Regions from separate parts of the Cricetulus griseus genome. Here region 2 is linked to region 1. A link is a contact called in public Hi-C data. All regions are on one chromosome and are shown on one strand. The core of a region is the stretch at or near the end of the contact, and the rest is flanking DNA. Distances in the headings are between cores, read along the strand shown.

Region 1 (5,978 bases), core at 2,581-5,080:
GATAACTGTTTCATTTTATATAATTTTACTATGTTAAAGTTAAAACTTTCTTTTTTAGTTAGAAAAGAGGAGATAATGGGGGAGGTCCTCTGTATGCTGTGAGTATGTTTCTCTGACTGTTTGATGGATAAAGCTGTTCAGCCAATGGACAGGCAGGAGGTAGCCAGGCAGGAAGGATAGGCGGGGCTACCAGAATAGGAGAATGCTGGGAAGAGGAACACAGAATGTGAGTCACCAAGGAGATGCCAGGTAGTCACAGAAGGAGTAACAAGCAGGAGCATTACGGGTAAGCCACAGACTCATGGCAATACACAGATTAATAGAAATGGGTTAATAATTAAGAGAGAGAGCTAGCCAATAAGAAGCCTGAGTCATTGGCCAAACAGTTTATAACTAATATAAGCCTCTGTGTGTTTATTTGGTGCTAAATGACGGTGGGATCAGGTGGGACAGAAACTTCCAGCATCAACTTGCCACCCCTCACTCCATGAGGATGCTTTTATAAAGTAGAATTTTGCTTTGTTTTTATGAGAGTCTGAGAGTCCACCAACCTGAGGTCACCTAACCTCCTCTAGAGGCCTGGCGTAACAAAGAGCCTGAGAGTCACCCTCTCTACCTCATGGGCTACGTGAGATCCGGTCTTCCTTGTTGGAGTTCCTTGTTGTCTATGACACAAAGGGTACTAAAAAGGAGTTTGATGCAACAGTATTAAGGCCTTTTTTTTTTTTTTTTTTTACTAGAAATTCCACATACAGCAGAGTTATTCTCACTCTGCTTGTAAGAAGCTCAGGTTAAGAATGAGAGATAGTGAGCAACAGCTGAGAGCCGTGGGAGTGAAAATCAATATTCAATCGTTCAAAGACAGAGCATGAATAATGCACGCAAGCTCCCTTCCATTCACAGTTGAAAGCATACTTTTGGCAAGAGTCAAAGTAACTAACCATTTTCCCCCGGACAGATTGGAATATGTGTCTTCTTTGGGTCAATCCAAACTCCTCTCGTCTACAGGATAGAATTTATAGTATAGCATTTATTAATCTTGAAGATGGCAGCCACCATGTTTCCACAGACATCTTATTCTTCCCAGCTTGCTTGCACAGCCGTTACTATTTCAGGAGAGGCTGTCTTGATTCTTACAGGTTGGAAGAATTAGTTCTTAGATTTCTAACACTACAGATGTTCTAGAATGTGACTGGCTCTAAAGGCATTCCACAGCAGCATTGCTGCAAAGTACAAGTCAGTGGGGTTGGGGAGATAGCTCAGTGGGTGAACACTTGCCCAGAAGCAAGAAGCAGTGTTCAGGCCCCTTTGCCCACATAAAAGTATGGGCATGTGCCTGAGTGCAGAACTGGGGTTGGGGAGGGGACAGGTAGATCCCATCCACCAACCAGTGCAGTGCAAACAGTGAGCTCCAGGTCCAATGAAGAGACCCTGTCTCAAAAAATAAGGTGGAGGGTAACAGAGGAAGACATCTGATAACAACCTCTGACACCCATGTGTGAGCATGTATACACACACACACACACACACACACACACACACACACACACACACTAAACAAAGATACATAACCAACTATATATATTTTAAAACTTGGAATTGATACTAAACCTGAAGAAAACCTACTCCATTAATGATGATCTCTGACAATGAACCTATCTTTTTAAGCTGCTAGGTTCTGAGTACACATGTGCTTCAGCATCCATGGGAGACTAGTTCCAGTATCCCTTGGAGTGCATAGTCAAAATTCTTATATTAAATGCTGTCATATTTGCATGTAAACTATACATTTCTGCCTGTGTTCTTTAAACCATTTCCAGATTAGTTAAAATAACTAGTGCAATGTAAATGCAATATAAAATGATATATTAGGTCATTTAGGGCGGGGGGGCATATTCATGTTCAATGCAAACACAATTTATTCTCTTCAGAGAGGTGTTGCTATGTAGCCCCAGCTGGCCTTGAACTTGTGATCCTCTGGCTTTGGCCTCCTGAGTGCTGGGACTACGGCATTTGCCGCCGTGTCTGACAAGATATAGTTGTGTTATTCAATAGTCATGGCTCACATTTGGTTGATTTCATGGATATGAAAACTAGAGCTAAGTTGAGGGCTGACTACACTTGCTCTCTGCCTAAAAACACTGTGTACATTGCCTTATTCTAGACATAGATAGGAGCATATTTTAGGACCATCTGTGTGGTCTATTATAAGTATCTTAAGGACATGAGGGTAAGATCTGCTTGTACTGTATCCTTGGTTGTACAATGAGGTTATAAAGTCCAAAATGACAACGGCACATGAAGAGAGGGACTGGTAGGTATCATCACGAGGCTAAGGGGTAGACAGGCACACACGGGACCTCTGTCTCTGTATGACAGCCACTATAATGCATGCTCTGTAACATACTTGCAGAACTAAGTCAATTCAGCTGCACTGCCATGTTCATGGAGTTTGTTTTTTGTTTTTTGTTTTTTTTTTTTTCAGAGCTTTGGTGGGAGAGAAAACACAATGCAATATGTGAACAGCAACACAAAACACATGCTTTAGGCGGTTGTGTGTTTGGTACAAATAGGTGTTTCTGAAAATACATGGAAGTTGTGAGGTCAGTGGGCATTGACATATTCAGGAACATTTTATGAGATGCTTATGGGGTAATTTGGGTTGGGAGAAAGGCATTTGCAAAGAACAGTGAGGATGAAGAAAGGCAGAGGACAATAAACACCGTTATTGAGAAATGTCAGCAGAGAAAGTAGCCGTGTTACGTGTTTGGGCAGTAGCGACAGGTGACGGGCAACGCACAAGGTACAAAGGTTCTTAATGTTTCAGAAGACGCCGCTCTTCAGACATGGGGCATGCCTGTTTTGTTCACTATTGTGGCCCTACTATCCAACACAAAGACTGGCACATAGGATATGTTCACTACACCTCTGTTGGAGGAATTGCTCTGCTGAAATTGGTTGGATGAAATACTTAGACTATCTGAAGATCAGTGGGGACAGCCTGCAGGTTTTGGAGTTATGACAATGTCCTAAGCAGGAAAAACTACCCTCAAGGCAGCAGGCAACATTAAAGCGATGGAGGGAGAGGCTGGACATGGAGGCTGCCCTGTAACCACTCAGGTGACAGCGCTTGGTAGTGAGCGGAGGATAGAGAGGAAGAAAGTCACCTTGAGATGGGAGCAACTGGTCTGTGACCCGTTGGCTACTTCTCCGTCTAAAAGGCAGCTGGGATGTCATCAAGGTGCCAGACAAAAAGTTGGTTTTAGTTGCAGAGTTCAGTGATTGCTATTGAAGTTTGCAATTTTTCTCACTATGACTTTTTTATTTCCCTAACCCTTCGCTCCCCACAGGATCATATGGTTGGGCTTTCTCCAGTTATCTACCAATTGTTTTTCCTAAAACTGTGTCCACCTGTTCTTTGAACATTTCTGAATCGCGGAACCATTATTATGGACTGCCAAAGACTGCTCCACAGTCAGGGTCAACCTCCCTTCAGGTAACCCTGGAATTCTTCCTCCGGTCAAGCGCAGCACTTACGGAAGGCATAGAGTTACTCCTGACGGTGTCTCTGTGACCAAGGCTAGACGCTGGAAAGCCTTCAATGACAGCAGTCCTCCCTCCAACCCCCCACCCGCACCATCATCACCAGGGACACGGGTCCAGAGTGTGGACGGCACAGCACCTTGCTCAGGAACAAAGCTCTGCCGGGAGCGACAGCCAAGCGGGCAGTGTGTCCCCAGCAGCCACTGGACCCGAGTGGGCCCGGCCTGCCCACCGGCACCCGGCGGGGGAGCCGGCCCCGCCCAGCCGGCCCTAGCTGTCAGCAGCGCCGCGCCCTGCGGATCCCTGCCTGCCCGCTTGCTCGCCCGCCCGCCCGCCCGCCCGCCCGGCTGCCCGGAGCGCGGAGCAGGTGTCCTGCGGGAGGCGTCCGCCCCGGGCTGGGGAGGCGCGAGCCCGTGTGTGCGCGCGTGGTCTCGGGATCCTATCCTCCCCACGCCCTGCGGGCTGCTTCTCTCCCTCCTGATTCTGCTGCGGCTGCCTGAGTCATGTCCACCCGAGGTGAGTGGGGACCAGGTGGCACGGTGTGTGGACCCAGCGCCGGATCTGGAGCAGGGCGCACTGGGCAGGTGCCCGAGGGCAAGGGGCTGCGAGAGCCGCGCTGGCCCCAAGCGGGCCTGAAACTTTGGCAGCGGCTCCCCTGGGCTCCTAGGCTGGGAAAGGAAGAGCTCGCCCTTGACCTTGATCGCCGGATGTGGGCGAAGCCTGAGGGCCAAGGTCCGGTGCCCAGCCCACCTGTACTAACTGCGCCTCTGGGCTGGGAGGGCGTGGGGGATGGGCTGGCCACTGCCAATCTTGCTGAAGAGCTGTGTAAGGGCTGGTTGGGAGGAAGAGGCATTTTTTCCTCTTTTCTTGTTACCATTTTGTAGCTCAGTTATGGAAGAAATCCAGGGCCCGATGCAGCAAGATTTAAAGCTGCAGGATTCATACTCCATTTCTTTCTTTTTTTTTTTTTTTAAGTAATTTTACCTGTACTAACCGTTGCCTGGCGTCCCTCGTTCTCGTCCTACCCTTTTTGATCTGGAGCGGAAATAATTACTGCAGGTGAAATGGAAGGATGAAAAGGAAGGGGGGGAAAGTCAGAAATGCTTTTCAGGCAGGAGCGAAGGGAATGCATTTCTTGCCATCTGGAACCAGCAGTGATGCCTGGGAGAGTGAGTTAGTCATAGCTCAGCGGCTGCTACTATGAGTGAAATATTAAAAAATCAAGCCATTGTGCAGCCTGCAAGCGATTAAAGTGAAGTGGCTTGGTTGCTTTGTCAGAAGCATTGAAGGAAAATATTGATTATTTTTAGAAAGTGCATTTGCAGAGCGGTAACTTCGGCATCTCTGACTCCCCTTGAAGCAACTTGTGACAGGTTGCATGCAGAGCTGGCCTCTGGACTCTGAAGCTTTGGCCCTTTCTGTTGAGGGAGAAAGTTAGGAATTCAATTATGTCGTTAGATAATTAAATGCTCCTTTTCAGGGCCCTGCCAAAGGATTATCATAAATAATCTCTACTCAGAATACTTAAAATCCACTTTGCAGAGTCTGATCCTGGTTGCTCTGTCAATGCCACTGGTCACCTTCACATCTAGAAATGGGTTGGAGGGGCCAGGATTTACGTTTAGACCATCGGACTATGGTGGTGACAGGAGGCCCCAATATGACCGATCTAATTGTTCCAATGCTTTGTGCGTGTTAGGGCTGGAGGAGGGAAGCAGAGTGAGCAACGTATGGAAGGCACTGGAGCAGGCTCTCCTGTGGCTCTAGGGACTCTGAACAGTGCTCTGAAGCCCGGGCTTTCAGCCCTGACCTTTGTACTCAGTAAGAACAGCAAGGAGCACGTGGGGGAAATCTGTCAGAAGTTGTAAAACTCTCTTGGGTAAAAGTCCAGTTGACTTGGTCTCATATACCTCTAAAATCTCTTCGGCAAAGCCCGGATAACTGTTGGTGCCAAATGACCACTGGGAACCTTGACACGCCCTGGGGAGATGACCTTATCAATTTCACATGGTCTCTGTAGTTTTTGACCTGGGATGTCACAGGGAGGTAGCCCAGTGACTAAAAGGGTGCTTGGTCCTGGATAGAACCTGCTTTCTCGAGTATCTCTGAGCCTGCCTCCTCAGTGGTGATTTCCTGTTTCCCTTTCAAACCCATGTTGGTAACTGTGCTGCTTAGTTTTAACTGTCAACTTGGCGTAACCTGGAATCATTGGGAAGAGAATCTTAGGGATCATCTATCTGTATCGGACTGGCCTGTGGACAAGTGGGAGTGGGCATCTTGATTATTAATTGATATAAGCAGATACACCCAGAGTACCTGAGGTACCACTTCACGGGCTGGGCCCTGAGCTGTGTAAGGGTGAAGAGAGCCAGCTGCTCATGAGAGAGCACACTCCCATACATTTATTCTTTCTCTGATCTTGTGCTTTAAGTTCC
Region 2 (5,978 bases), core at 1,609-4,108, 110 kb after region 1:
TTTTATTTTTGTGCAGAAATTTATATCCAGCAAAGATTCTCAGAGCTCTTATATTACATTCAAGAAAGACAAAGTGTGTATTTCAGATCTCAATCCAAGAAAAAAAAAAAAACCGTTCTAAAGCATTTCTCTTTGTATCAATTTTCTCCAAAACCCCAATAAATGCAGCACATAGACACAGTGTTTCCATCTTGCTGGGGGTTACAGGAAAGAGGGGAAGGAAGCTGCCTTAGACGGCAGCTCTTCCAGAAATCTGTTGGCCGTGGCACATGGCACAGAGCACTCTCTGGTTGAACTGGAGCAACTTGCAGCTGTTTAAGAACTTGAAGAACTCTCCTACATGTGTAAGCACATTGGAGTTAACATTAGTGTTAAAAAGAACTCGTCCTTCTAAAGTGCCCTGAGCCCCACCCACTCCCCTCACAGGTAACCAAGGCTGAAAGATGCTTCGGAGCAGCATACATGTTTATCAGGCTTCTGACCTTAACTACCTCAGCCAGTCCAAGCGAGCTCATTTGCATATGTAAGGAGACAGGGCTTAAGCAGGGTATGTATGCTTACAAATTCCACTGTGCTTGCACAATCAAATGATCCCATAAATCATTGGTTTGCTTGAGAAAAACTAGCTTTGGTGGACGTATTTGGTCTCTTGTGGGTATTCCATTGATCTCTATAATCTAACTTGGAAGACTCCTTGAAAGGGATCAGTGGATCAATATGATTTTTTTTTCCTTTTTTAGGCATAAAGATAAGGATGACTTAGGTTGCTTTTCTTCCAGATGACTCTAGATGAGCAGCCTGGGAGAAAATCCCACCTTTCTTTGCATCGGCTTCCTCTCACACCTTGGAACCTGGGCACATACTGGGGCCTGAGATGCCTGCCCCAATCAGTCCTAACTTAATGTAGATCCCAGCAATGACCAGGGTGTGTATGTGAGTATGTATGTGAGTATTTGAGTGTGTGTGTGTGTGTGTGTGTGTGTGTGTGTGTGTGTGTGTGTGTGTGTACTGGGGGTCTGACTGCCATTGCCTTTATGTATGAACAGCTTTGACTGAATGTGAGGTTCTTCAAATACTCTCATTCCTTCAGCCACCAGCATGGGCCCTTTGTGCTTCGTAAGCTGGTGTTGCTGGGAATCTAAGGTCAGGCTTCACATCTCTCTCTGTGTACGGTGAAGTTTTTTTTTTTTTTTGGGGGGGGGGTGTTTTTCCTGCCTGGATAACTGGAGAATAATAATACCCTTGAAGTCCAAAGTTTAGTCGGTTAGCTTGCTATGTAAATTTTGTTGACCATGTGTACTGTTTAATTTGTTTAATGTTCACACAGGTGTTGTATGTAATCTGCTTTTTGGTTATTTGTTTTGTTGTGTTTTCTCATGGGGTAAGTTTGAAGCCTCATCCTCCATGACATTTGTTCTCTCCGTGTTTTGCATCCTCCTTTCTTCTGCAGGCACTGAAATCGTCTCAGATTTTCCTGTGTTCAGAATCTGGTGTCTCATTTGGCATCTCTTTTGTTCATTTCTTAATGTTGATCCTCTCTTGCTCCCTAGTTTTCATTTTTCAACTTCTGCTATCTCCATCCTCATTCTCTTGTGCCATCTTCTCAGCCCGGAGGTCCTTTTCATTGTTTTGTGTCCTAATTCAGTGCTCTGCACCTTCACAAACTCCCTCCCCCCTGGTCATTCACTGAGGACAGAGAGTTGAGATGACATCAGATCCTGGGCTCTGTGCTCACAATCTTCAGTGGTTCCAGCTCAACAGGAAAGGCCAGGACCTTTCGCTGACACAGAACCCTAACCCCTTCCACCTTTCACCCAATTCCCCCTGTTCCTATTAGCTTCTCCCTGCTTTGATTTGCCAGGTAAAGTCCTACCTGCGGACATTGTTCCCACTCTGTCGGATATCTGTGTCCACAGACCCCGCCCAGCTCCTTCTTTTCCCTCTGTGCCATTATTCAGATGACAATTCACCCATGTCCCCTCTTCCCAACTCTGTCTTGTCTTTTTCCTAAAGTACTTCCTACTTCCTAGGCACACACAGAAAATGACTTACCTACTCCATTTTGCCACCCACCCTTGTCACCCTTGTCTGCCTCCAGCTCAGGGGCTCCTGACTCATTTCTAAGCCAGCATCTTCTGTGCTGCCATTTCCAGTGTAAGCGACTGGGTTATCCAGGAAGGCAGCGGGGATGCAAGGGAAGCAACAGGGCTCCTCCTGCCCACTCTTTCTTCCTTTTTTTCCCTTTCTTTCTTTCTTTCTTTCTTTCTTTCTTTCTTTCTTTTTCTTTCTCTTCTTCTTCCTTCTCCTCTTCTTCCTCCTCTTCCTTCTTCTTCATCCTCCTCCTCCTCCTTTTGGTTTGTTTTAGAGACAGGGTTTCTCTGTGTAGCCCTGGCTGTCCTGGAACTCGCTCTGTAGACCAGGCTGGGCTCAAACTCAGATATTTGCCTACATCTGCTTCCCAAGTGTTGGGATTAAAGGTGTGTGTCACCATTGCCTTGGAGTTCCCCGTTCATGGGGCATTGCACACAGGCCAGTGGAACAGCAGGGATGAGACACACACCCCATGCGTATCTCACTTGATAGCATGAGTGCTCTATTGCCCTCTTCACTTACGAAGTGAATAGTGGTAATAATACAGTTGGAAGACTGTATTATGACAGATGTCAATATGACCACACCTTACTCAGGTTTCTCGCCCACGAAGCCTTACATGACCTCACCAGTGGAGTGTGTTACCGCCATTCTCAGATGTGATTGCTGAACCCCGCATAGGGAAAGTAATGCGCCCAAGGCCACTGGGCACCGAGTATGTGGAATTCAACCCCAGCCTGTGTCTGAGCACGTTTCCTGTGTGGCCAGAGTGACTTAATAAAGTAATGCTGGTAAGAGGCCAGACAGGAGGGTGGGGCCATTTCTGTGCAATTGCGTCACCAATCCTGGACAAAGAGCTCTGTGACTTTAGTTGTCCTCTTTAGTCATACAAATTGCAGATTTTCTCGGTGTAGAGCCTGGGTGGCACGGTCCCTCCTGAAGCTGTCCTTCCTGTGGTCACATGGGGAGTGATGGCTGTTCATGCTGCCCGTTTGACTTGGCTTGCTCCTCGGGTGATGACTGAAATGTACCAGGAGAATGAGAAAAGGCTGTTTTCTGGGAGTGCCAGGGAGTGATGGGGAAGGCTGGGAGGCCAAGTGAGGGCAGGGTGGGAAATGAAGGTTTTTATATCTTGCAAAATTCTGCAACCAATAAAAAGAACTTTTAACTTGATGCAAACCACAAAACACAATTTCCTGAGAATGACTGGGCAGAGCTAATGATTGAGCAGCACTGTCAAAGATGTGTGGATCTGGGTACCTGCCTGCTGTCCAGGGAGGCAGTGTCTGCCACAACAAGGCTATGATGCCCTTGCTTTAGCAAACCCTGTCACATGAAGTCTGGCATCAGATGAAGCATAAATTATCAGGAGAGAGATTACTTTACACATGTCTCAGGTCTTCTGTAAGAAATACTTTAAAAAGTTATCCAGCAATGGGGGAGGTTCACACGCTTGTGACTTTCCTGGACACGTGTGCTTGCCTGTCTCTCTGTGTGAGTGTGTGTATGTGTTTGGGCACTTGAATGGAGTGTTTTTGCTTCTGCATATGGTGTGTGTGTGTGTGTGTGTGTGTGTGTGTGTGTGGTCTGAGAATAAGAAGGGGAGGCTGTCTCAACCTGCATAGAATGGAAAACCCAGCTACCCAAAGGCAGAGTTTGTGATTTTGAACTTGGACCAACCTGACTCTCTTATTTATTTATTTATTTATTTATTTATTTATTTATTTATTTTCATTAATTAATTTCCAACCAAAGCTCTTCCTCTCACCCCTCCTCATGCCCTCCCCCAGCCCACCCCGACCCAATCCTCCCAACAGGAAAGGGATCCCATCGGGAGTCAACAAAGTCTGGCACATTAAGTTGGGGCAGGACCAAGCCCCTCCCCACTGCATCAAGGCTGACACAGCATCCCCTCCTAGAGAATGGGCTCCATCAAGCCAGCTCATGCACCAGGGATACATCCTGGTGCTATGGCCAACTTTACTCTTAGCTTTTACTTAGTGTCCTAACATGTGACTTGACCAACTGTGAGGAGGAATAAATGAGGTGGCATGGTAACCAGGCGGGAATGGTGGCTGACACATGATTGTCACTCCATAAACGGTGACAAAAATGACAGTGAGGGAAAGAGGGATGTGGCTCCCAAAGGATTTAGCTGCTGGAGTCCTTTACAGCTTGCTTTCTCTTCAAGGTCATTCTCAGTTTGGATCTTTCAGCCAAGACTTTTAAGCAATTGTTAATCTTTTTTTAATCTAAGAGACTGGATTTCCTTTAAAAATTAAAGGTAAATTAAGAGTTGGATTTTTCTGTCAGCCTATCTGCTGTTTTAAATGAATACTTACTTAGAACTTTGGCATTTCTCATGGTAAGCTGTCAGCATTTATCTCTTTAGTGCTGCCCTTGGATCTGGAGTGTATCTGAGGTTCCCGTGTTGGAGGCTCTAGGTTGGTGCTCTTGGGTAGTGGCAGAAATGGTAAAGGTGGAGCCTAGGGGGGAAGGTCTCCTGGTCATGGAGGGTGTGCCCTTCGGAGAACACCTCTTCTCTGAGGTAACAGCCATGAGATGTCAGGCACTCTCCACCACAGCTCTGAAAGAGCTGGAGCCCACTGCCTGTGGATGGAAACCTAAGAGTAAACTTCTCTTTCAGGGAGGTACTTACTTCAGATGTTTGTTACATTAAGGGACCGCTGACTGAAGTACTTAGTATCCATCAAATACTGCATTCCTACTTAATGTCATTATTGTGTGACCACAGATGCCATAACATGTGAGCTCCTTCCCAAGAGCGCTCATAAACTCATAATCTTTTGGAAAAGTAAACACTAGGATCCTAGTCTTGGTGTCGGTAATGAGAGAGAGAGAGAGAGAGAGAGAGAGAGAGAGAGAGAGAGAGAGAGAGTTATTGAGCAATGGGGGAGGTTCACAAGCTTGTGACTTTCCTGGACACATGTGCTTGCCTGTTCTTACCATGCCTTCTTTACCATGAAGGCATTGCAACCCTACCTGACAAAAATTGGTTGTTCTATGACAGAAAAAAAAAAAAACTGGACTACTATCTGGGAGACATGAAAGAAAATGAGAAAGCCAAGAGCAACTTGATTTTCAAAATGCCCTTTACTAGTCAGCCAGAGCTGTTTGGGTACATGAGAATGTCTCGTGTGGTTGAAATTAGGTTGAGGTCTGTGAGACTCTATCAGAAAAAATTCTTCAGACTCCAGTAATAGGTTGGAGAAAGATGACTGACTTTGTTGCTCTGCCATTTATATCCTCAGTGGGTTGTTTATAGTGACCTTTATATAAACTACAACAACTGTTAGGCATTTTCTTGAGTTGTAACCTCTTGCTTAGATCCAAATTCAGAACTGGCTCCCGTAGACCATAGGGAAGCTCTAGGAACAAGTGCCAAAACCCCCTCTCCATTAAGGACTCCAGGACAAGAGCTCTGCTTGGCATTGAGGGGGGACAAATGTCCTGAGCTGTCTCGTGAGCACTCGAGAGTTAGCAGCCCCAAGGAGACAGGCTGGCAGGGATGTGTCTCAGTAAATTTTCATTAAGGTCATGGAAACTGTCTCACAGATTATGTTGGCTCATGAACAGTGTAAGCATTATCTTCCAGATGTGATGCCATGCACACAGCTGTTTGCCAATCTTATTCTGTCTTCCCATTTTGTGGGTTGCATGTCTGGGCCTGGGGTCACTAATCACTCAGGGAGCTGGCTATAGCTCAGGCCTCATGCCCATCAGAATCTGGGTCATCAGACCAGCAGTGAAGGCCAGGTGTCTGCACTTCAAGCGCTCAAGGACATCTGTGCCTGAGCAATCTTCGGAACATACTTGGGGTGGAAATAAATGATACACCTTCATGCATACACTTCCTTCGAGCGTAG

Evidence for each region. A called contact is a pair of places that touch in the nucleus more often than the background predicts.
Region 2: a contact with region 1 is called in a Hi-C map of liver, with 2.2 times the contacts expected there. The contact joins two enhancer-like sites. A contact is called at or near these places in 2 of 8 Hi-C or Micro-C datasets (fibroblasts and liver).

Annotation. Positions count from the first base shown.
Region 1 is chr3:4,124,466-4,130,443 of CriGri-PICRH-1.0, forward strand. No RefSeq gene overlaps it. Among named protein-coding and RNA genes, the nearest start is that of Fam160b1, 43 kb to the left of the region's middle. Within about 2 kb of position 3,831, at least 2 of the 6 cell types and tissues checked have open chromatin away from gene starts, as enhancers often do.
Region 2 is chr3:4,234,178-4,240,155 of CriGri-PICRH-1.0, forward strand. All of the region lies in intron 1 of Ablim1 (actin-binding LIM protein 1), which reads left to right. It also overlaps the pseudogene LOC100757197. Among named protein-coding and RNA genes, the nearest start is that of Ablim1, 9.8 kb to the left of the region's middle. Within about 2 kb of position 2,859, at least 1 of the 6 cell types and tissues checked has open chromatin away from gene starts, as enhancers often do.